Regions from separate parts of the Sus scrofa genome. Here region 1 is linked to region 2. The links are chromatin contacts, called in public Hi-C maps. All regions are on one chromosome and are shown on one strand. The core of a region is the stretch at or near the end of the contact, and the rest is flanking DNA. Distances in the headings are between cores, read along the strand shown. Region 1 holds the start of RUFY2 (RUN and FYVE domain-containing protein 2). Region 2 holds the start of DNA2 (DNA replication ATP-dependent helicase/nuclease DNA2).

What was found. A called contact is a pair of places that touch in the nucleus more often than the background predicts.
Region 1: a contact with region 2 is called in a Hi-C map of heart right ventricle, with 4 times the contacts expected there. The contact joins the promoter of RUFY2 here to the promoter of DNA2 in region 2. A contact is called at or near these places in 3 of 47 Hi-C or Micro-C datasets (embryonic fibroblasts, epiblast stem cells and heart right ventricle).

The regions. Positions count from the first base shown.
Region 1 is chr14:71,544,874-71,549,023 of Sscrofa11.1, reverse strand. RUFY2 (RUN and FYVE domain-containing protein 2) reads left to right here and starts at 1,287. Exons shown (of 19, transcript XM_021073521.1): 1 at 1,287-1,903. The coding sequence starts at 1,822.
Region 2 is chr14:71,604,877-71,609,314 of Sscrofa11.1, reverse strand. DNA2 (DNA replication ATP-dependent helicase/nuclease DNA2) reads left to right here and starts at 2,248. Exons shown (of 21, transcript XM_021072448.1): 1 at 2,248-2,983; 2 at 4,245-4,430. The coding sequence starts at 2,808.

The DNA.
Region 1 (4,150 bases), core at 38-2,537, 59 kb after region 2:
CAGTGTTTGTAATGTTATTCCACTTGTGAAAAATTTATAAACTGGCAAAATAAACTACATTGATTAGGGGCATGTATTTACCATGGTAGTTACATGCAAAAAAAGCAAAGAAAGGATTCTCATAAAAGAATCATATTTACTTCTAGGGGGATTATACCTGGAGGCTTTTCCTCGGGGAGGCTAACTCTCCTGTCCTCTTCTTGCTTAATGTGGTAGTGTTTACCCAGCTGTTTACTTTATGAGTCTTTAAATGTATATATGCTTCATACATTTTTATCCATGAATGATTATCTCACAGTAAAGAAAATTTGGGGAGTTCTTGTTGTGGCTCACTGGGTTAAGGGTCTGACATTATCTAAGGATGAGGTTCATCCCTGGCCTTGCTCAGTGGGTTAAGGATCTGGTGTTGCCACAAACTGCCACTTGTACCCCTCCTTGCTGTCACTGTGGCTGTGCCTGTGGCTTAGGACTGAAGCTGCAGTGCCATTCCACCCCTGGCCTGGGAACTTTGATGTGCCACAGGGCGGGGGGGGGGGGGGGCGCATAAAAAGAAAAAAAAATCAAAACCAAAAGAAGTAAAGAAGCATAACAGGAGTTCCCGTCGTGGCGCAGTGGTTAATGAATCCGACTAGGAACCATGAGGTTGCGGGTTCGGTCCCTGCCCTCCCTCAGTGGGTTAACGATCCGGCGTTGCCGTGAGCTGTGGTGTAGGTTGCAGACGCGGCTCGGATCCTGCGTTGCTGTGGCTCTGGTGTAGGCTGGTGGCCGCAGCTCCGATTCGACCCCTAGCCTGGGAACCTCCATATGCCGCGGGAGCGGCCCAAGAAATAGCAAAAAGACAAAAAAAAAAAAAAAAAAAAAAAAAAAAATCCATAAAAAAAAAGAAGCATAACAGAACTTTATACTGGCCAAAATGATCGAGAGATAAACATCGCTTTATATCCACGAAATATCCCTCTATTTCTAAATCGGCTACTGTTTTTAACAAGTACTGATCTAACTAGATAATGGCCAAAATGATCAAGAGATAAACATCGCTCTATATCCACGAAATATTCCTCTATTTCTAAATCGGCTACTGTTTTTAACAAGTACTGATCTAACTAGATAATAGCTCGCTTTCCCAAAACTGATAAAACTTAAACCTACTGTCATAAGACCATGAGAGTTTTTCCCCTCCCTGAAATGAGAAAACCCTGGTTTGCTGGCTTTATCTCAGGAACTCTTTCCCTTGATCAATGAGATCGGTCCTCACTGCCTTTTATAAACCAGTGGATTTACTGGTTTAAACGTCGTGATTTGGGCGTTCGAATTGTTTTAGCAGATTTCTGCATAATGTTAATTGCTTCAGATTTTCTAAATTCTTCTGGTCTCCTACGAATTTGCGAGGAAAGGGAAGCATTTAGGTGTGTTAGATCAAAGCTAGGCGGACCCTGCGGATGAAAACGTTTGCACGAGGCTCGCATTCCCTCGGAAACACAGCCCTAGCGCTCGGGTGAGGCAGGTGGTCCCACCAAGGTCCGCCCTCCCGCTTCTCCACTCGAGGTTTTCCTCATGCCCTTTTTGCTTCTCCTTTGGGTCGGGCTGGATGTATAGAGTCTCCGCGAAGGCGGATTTCTCTGCTGTCGGCTGCAGGCGCCGCGGCCCCCACCCAACCCCGCCGCCGCGGGACCGCCGGGCGTCCTCCAGCCGCCGGGAGCGCTGTGGGCCTCAGTGGGCCTGGTCGCAAACGCCCTGGCGGCCGCCGAGCGCTTGAAGGGAGCTGCTGGCGGGGCCCAGGGCGTCTCCGCCCGAGACCGCGCCACCGCTGCAGTCGCCACCATGGGTAAGAGGAGCAGGCCGAGAGCGGACGTCGGGCCCTCTGTGCTGGGCCAAGACCGCGGCTGGGCAGGGAGGACTGGTGGTGGGTGGGCTTCTAGGCCTCGGGGTCGGAACTGGGGCCGGAACCTGGGCCTGGTGCTGGGCGGGGGCAGCCGGGTGCTCGGGGGCGCCGGGGGTCGCCATGGCAACGCGCGGTTATCCAGTGTTCCCTCCTGCTCCCGCCCGCGTTTGGGGGCCTAATGGCAGAGGGTTGGTGGTCCGACGGCTTACCGGGAGCGAGGGCAGGGCCGGCGAGGGTGCGGCTCCCAGGTCGAGGGAACAGTCGGGGACGGACGATGACTTTTCAGGGTTGGGGGTGGCAGAGGGAGGCGTCTCAGGTTGGGGCCTGGGTTCCCGACGCCGCGGGCGGGAGAGGGGCAACGATGCCGCGCAGGACTTCGGGTGAGCCCTTCGCGCGGGTCCCGGGGGCGCCCCGAACCTTTTGGGCAGCCCTGTGGGCGGAGAGGAGGGGAGGCAGGGAAGGGGCTCTAGGCCCGGGCAAGATGCAGGAATTTGAGGGCTGCGACCCAGCTAGACGCATCCACGAGTCCTGGCGGGGCCCGCCTGGGTGTAAACGCTCTTTGGCATGGAAGCTGCGGCGTCCAGCTCCGACCTACCCCAGAGCAGCTGGAGATGCGCCCTTTGTCTGGTTGTCGCTTCACACATTGAAGATTGTGATGGGCGCTGTTAAGAAATGTGAGAATTGTCACAGATTATGAAACATCGAGTGCTTTTGCCCCCGAAAAAGAGGGAATCTTGCCACGATGCAGATTTGAAGAAATGATGTCGTGTGGAGATTCTCCACCAGCTTGCTTGGTCATAGCAGTTGTGACTGCATTTTAAGTTGCTTAGGATTCAGCGCCAGGCTTCATGCTTAGCTGTCTGAGGTCAGAACTAGAATACTAGATCATTGGGAATCCTGGACTTTTGTCCAGTGAAGCAAAAACAGACACTTGGTTTTCTTGGACTAGTAAATTTGGCAGAGATTATGAAACATAAGTGCTTTATTTTCTCCCCCACTTCATTTTGTCATCCGTGTTTGCTGAAAATATTTCTGCCAATCACAAAAGTGATGAGAGTATGGAGAAGTATCTGAATTTATAAGAAAACTGATAATAAAATAAATTTTATTTATTTGGAAAGAAAATAAATTTTTTTGTTAGTTGAAAATATTGGAGTTTCCGTCGTTGCGCAGCAGAACTGAATCCTACTAGGAATCATGAGATTTCGGGTTCGATCCCTGGCCTCATTCAGTGGGTTAAGAATCCAGTGTTGCAGCTGTGGTGTAGGTCGCAGATGCGGTTGGATCTGGCGTTGCTGTGGCTGGGTAGGCAGCTGTAGTTCCGATTGGACCCCTAGCCTGGGAACCTCCATCTGCCACGGGTGTGGCCCTAAACAGCAAAGATTATCTATCTATCTATCTATTTATCTATCTATCTATCTATATGTGTGTGTATGTATATGTGTGTTATATATAATTTTTTAAAAAAATGTCACTATTGGTTTTCAACTGGATCAGCTGTGTAGAAGGTCAGGGAACTTTTTTTTTTTTTTTTTTGTCTTTTTTTTGCTATTTCTTGGGCCGCTCCTGCGGCATATGGAGGTTCCCAGGCTAGAGGTCCAATCGGAGCTGTAGCCACCAGCCTACGCCAGGGCCACAGCAACGCAGGATCCGAGCCGCGTCTGCAACCTACACCACAGCTCACGGCAACGCCGGATCGTTAACCCACTGAGCAAGGGCAGGGACCGAACCCGCAACCTCATGGTTCCTAGTCGGATTCGTTAACCACTGCGCCACGACGGGAACTCCAGGGGAACTTTAATGTGAAACTGATCCCTGCTTTTATTTCCTCTGGGAAAATAAAGGATTCCTGCAATACAGAACTAAGATTGTAATGAAAAAAACCAGGAAGAGGGTTAAAATGAGTGAGTTTAATGGCTTCTCCTGTACCTCCCTATTTTATTTCACTGTCATGTTTGTTCTGGGTGATACTGGAATCTTAGAATTTTAACTGCCTTTTATTGCCAATTTATTCTGAACATTTTTTTTTGCCTTTGAATTCATCCTTGACGCTTCCTGCTCTCCACCTTGGCATGAGACCCTTAAACGTTGTCTGTTCTCCACATTTATCTCCACAGAAAGTCATTTAAAAAAACCTCATTCTCCCTGTAGAGGTGCCACAAAAGTAAATAAATACCAGAGAATAGCTAGTTTGCAGGACGTTGAGAGTAATTCATAAACTTGGGCTGGAATGAGCCTGGTAGAGTTGTTCTATGTTATGCATGAGAG
Region 2 (4,438 bases), core at 999-3,498:
GCTGGCCTACACCATAGCTATAGCAGCGCTGGATCGGAGCCTCATCTGTGATCTACACCACAGCTCATGGCAACGCCAGATCCTTAACCCACCAAGTGAGGCCAGGGATCTAACCCCTGTAAAATGGATGCTAGTAGGGTTCCTTAACCGCTGAGCTACGATGGGAACTTGAACTCCCCAAAGGGTTTTAGCAAAGCTTTTTTTTTTTTTTTTTTTTTTTTTGGCTTTTGGCTTTTGCTTTTTAGGGCCACACACCCTTGGCATATGGGGGTTCCCAGGCTAGGGGTTGAATCAGAGTTACAGGTGCCTGCCTATGCCACAGTCACAGCAATGCAGGATCCAAGCCGTGTCTGCAACTGTGCGACACAGCTCACGGCAACGCTGGATCCTGGGCTCACTGATCAAAGCTAGGGATTGAACCCACATCCTCATGGATACTAGTCAGATTGGCTTCAGCTGCTCCACGACGGGGACTCCAGCAAAGCATTTTTAAAGGCCAAGTGAGGGAGGAGGAGCCCCAGGGCATGTGTTCAGCTTGTGCACAATTCTCTAATTGGCTGATGGTAAGGTAACAAAACGGTGTCACAGGAGTTAACATTATCCTTATGCTTTAGCAGGCCTATATTCATGATGGTCTCAAGTAGTTAACATCTTCCATTTGGTGGGGGTTTTCACACCTGTAAAACAACTCAGAAAATGTGCATCAGATTCTGTTATCTAAGTACTTCAGAGAGGAGCTGAAGCAGAGGATATGGGGGAAGGATCTGCTCCAGTAAGTCTCATGGAATCCTACTCAGTTACAATCTTCTTAGGGAAACGAATAGGTAAACTACAGATGGGGAGCAAATATTTGCAAAACCTATCTGATGAAGGACTTTTATCTAGAATTATATAGAGAGAATTCTGCAACTCAGTAATAAAAGGACAATGAAATTTAACAAAAAATGGGCAAAAGATTTGAACAGACATTAACAAAGGGGGATATACAAATGACTAGGCATGTGATCAAGTAATATTATTAGTGATGGAGGAATGCAAATTAAGGCTGTTAGGACTGACGGCATCAAATGTCAAGGATATGCAGAAACTGAAATTCTCACACATTGTTGGTGATAGTGTAAAATGTTACAACCACTTGGCTAAAGCTCTATTAAACCTAAATATAAACCTACCCATAGTCAAGAAATTTCACCCCAAGATATGTACTCAAGACAAATACCTGCAAACTATTGCCTTTGGAGTAGACAAACAATGAGATCCTGCTATAGCACAGGGAACTGTATTGAAACACGTGATGGAACATGATGGAGGATAATGCGAGAAATAGAAGATGTGTACACCTAGGTCACTTTGCTGTACAGCAGAAATTGACAGTACATTGTAAATCAACCATAATAAAAATTTATTTAAAAAGGCGAATACAAGCACACATCCACCAAAAAATGTATACAAGAATATTTGTCCTGGAGTTCCCGTCGTGGCGCAGTGGTTAATGAATCCGACTAGGAACCATGAGGTTGCAGGTTTGATCCCTGGCCTTGCTCAGTGGGTTGAGGATCCAGCATTGCCGTGAGCTGCGGTATAGGTTGCAGACGTGGCTCGGATCCCGCATTGCTGTGGCTCTGGTGTAGGCTGGTGGCTTCAGCTCTGATTGGACCCCTAGCCTGGGAATCTCCATATGCCGCAAGAGCGGCCCTAGAAAAGGCAAAAAGACAAAAGACAAAAAAAAAAAAAAAAAAAAAAAAAAAAAAAGAATATTTGTCCTGCTTTATTCAAGATAGCAAAACACTGTAAATCATTCGTCAACAGGAGACTGGCCAAACAGACTACTATTCAGCAATAAAAAGAAACAAACTTCTGGTTCGTGTAACAAAATGGATGCATCTCAAAAACGTTATACTGAGTGAAAGAAGCCAGACACAAAATAGTACACATCATTTGATTTTCATTATATGAAGTTGTAGAATAGACAACTCTAATCTCTGGTGAAAAAAAAATCGGGTTAGTGGCTGGGTTTCCAGTGGGGAAGGATGTTACTTGGGGAGGGTATGAAAAGAACTTTCTGGAGGTGAGAAGAACATTCTGTACCTTTTTCTTTTGTCTTTTGTCTACTTTGGGCTGCACCCGCGGCATATGGAGGTTCCCAGGCTAGGGGTTGAATAGGTGCTGTACCTGCCGGCCTACGCCAGGACCAGTGGATCCGGGCGGAGTCTTTGACCTACACCACAGCTCAACACCGGATCCTTAACCCACTGAGCAAGGACATGGATCGAACCGGCCTCCTCATGGATACTAGTCGGGTTAGTTAACCCACTGAGCCACAAAGAGAACTCTTAAGACAGCAAATGCTAATTGTAAACTTTAGGTGATATGTATACAGTGTTCATTATATAATTCTCAACTTTTCTGTACATTTGAAAATTTTCATGGTAAAATATTGGGAAAGGGGAAAGAATAAATTGCAGGGAGTTAAGAATGGAAGCACGTGTGAGAGATAATTATCAGGTAGTGACAGTGAGATGGAAAGGAAAGAGGAGATTCAAGGCACACCTGGATTTGGGCAACTGCAAATAGTACTAAGAGCTTACTAAGAGCGTGTGTGGGGCATGGGTCAGCGTGTCTAGAGAGAGGGCGGAAGCATTTAGTCTAGGTCGGGTTACGAAGAGTCCTTGCTTTCCTAACCCTAAAGCGAAGGATCAAGGGCGCCTTTTCAGCCTTTGCTGCCCCGGTGCGGCTCTCCAAGCTTTACCCTCCGGGCGCGGGAAGGGCTGCCCGCGCAGGTCACTTGGGATCGCGGCGGTCGGCGCATGCGCACGTCGCCTGGCGGACTCGTGTCTCTTTTCCTTTCCAGTGCTGATCACTGTTCACCAGTTTTTACCTGGCGGCAGTTTTCGGTCTCGGCGCCCAGGATGGAGCAGATGGGCGATTTGGAGCTGCTCATGGAGAAGAGTTTCGGTGACGAGGCTGCGCCGCCTGCGAAGCTGTGAGCAGAGTGGGGGTTGGGGCGGGGAGGATCTGGGAGCCAAGCGGGAATTTTGAAAAGAAAAGAGCGGGAGAGGCCGCAACCACGCCTCCATGGAACCGGGCTCTGGTAGGAGTGACCGAGCTCAGGTCTCCTGGCCCCGGCGAGTTTCTGGAGCTGGGGTCTGCTTCGCAGGGTTCTTTTTAGGGCTAAGCCCGGGCAAGAGCTCGAAGACTCTCCCTCACTCAGCAGGTCCTTCCTTACCTTACTATCACCGCTTTCTGGATTTTTTTGGGTCCCAGCCACCTTAAATGCCTTCATAAAAGGGAATTGCAACTGCTAGATGCTTTTCTTTTTCTTTTTTTTTTTTTTTTTTTGGTCTTTTTTGTCTTTTGTTGTTGTTGCTATTTCTTGGGCCGCTCCTGCGGCATATGGAGGTTCCCAGGCTAGGGGTTGAATCGGAGCTGTAGCCACCGGCCTACGCCAGAGCCACAGCAACGCGGGATCCGAGCCGTGTCTGCAACCTACACCACAGCTCACGGCAACGCCGGATCGTTAACCCACTGAGCAAGGGCAGGGACCGAACCCGCGACCTCACGGTTCCTAGTCGGATTCGTTAACCACTGCGCCACGACGGGAACTCCTAGATGCTTTTCTTGATGTTTAGTTGGAGAATGTTATCCCAGGGAGGAGAACTTTGTACCCTCGTATTGGTCGGGGAAACTTGATTACCTGGCATGGTGTAGAATTATTTCCTTCCTTCCTTCCTTCCTGCCTGCCTGCCTGCCTGCCTGCCTTCGCATGGGGTAGAATTATTTCCTTCCTTCCTCCCTCCTTCCTTCCCTCCCTTCTTCCCTCCTTCCAGTCTTTTTAGGGCCACACCCGTGGTATATGGAGGTTCCCAGGCTAGCGGTCCATTCGGAGGTGCAGCTGCCTGCCGACACCACAGCAACACCAGATCCGAGATGAGTCTGCTACTTACACGTTGCTCATGGCAACGCCAGGTCCTTAACCCACTGGCGGGACCAGGAATCGAGCCCTCATCCACATGGATATAAATCGGGTTTGTTACTACTGAGCCACCTAGGGAACTCCGTTAAGTTTTTATACTAGGAATTCTGCTATGCCCTACCTTCTTAATTTTTAATTTTTTTAGTCATTGGTCATTTTGATAAGTTTTCCAGAAGAAAACAACTAGAAGGTTGGTTTGTAGATAAAGGAGATTGGATGGCTTTTTATTTCATGCTTGTGCTATGGTAGTTTTTGAATGTGTATGCTTTAGATTTCAGAAGAAGAATGTGGAAGCTTCCTTTTCTAAAACAGTTCTGATCCGAGGAATGGATAACCGGTACCTGGTATTAGCAGTCAACATTGTACAGAATGAAGAAGGAAACTATGAAAAGCACCTAATTATTACTGCTTCCCACTCACTAGAAGAAAAAGAACTGTGTATCCTGAGGAATGACTGGTAATTTT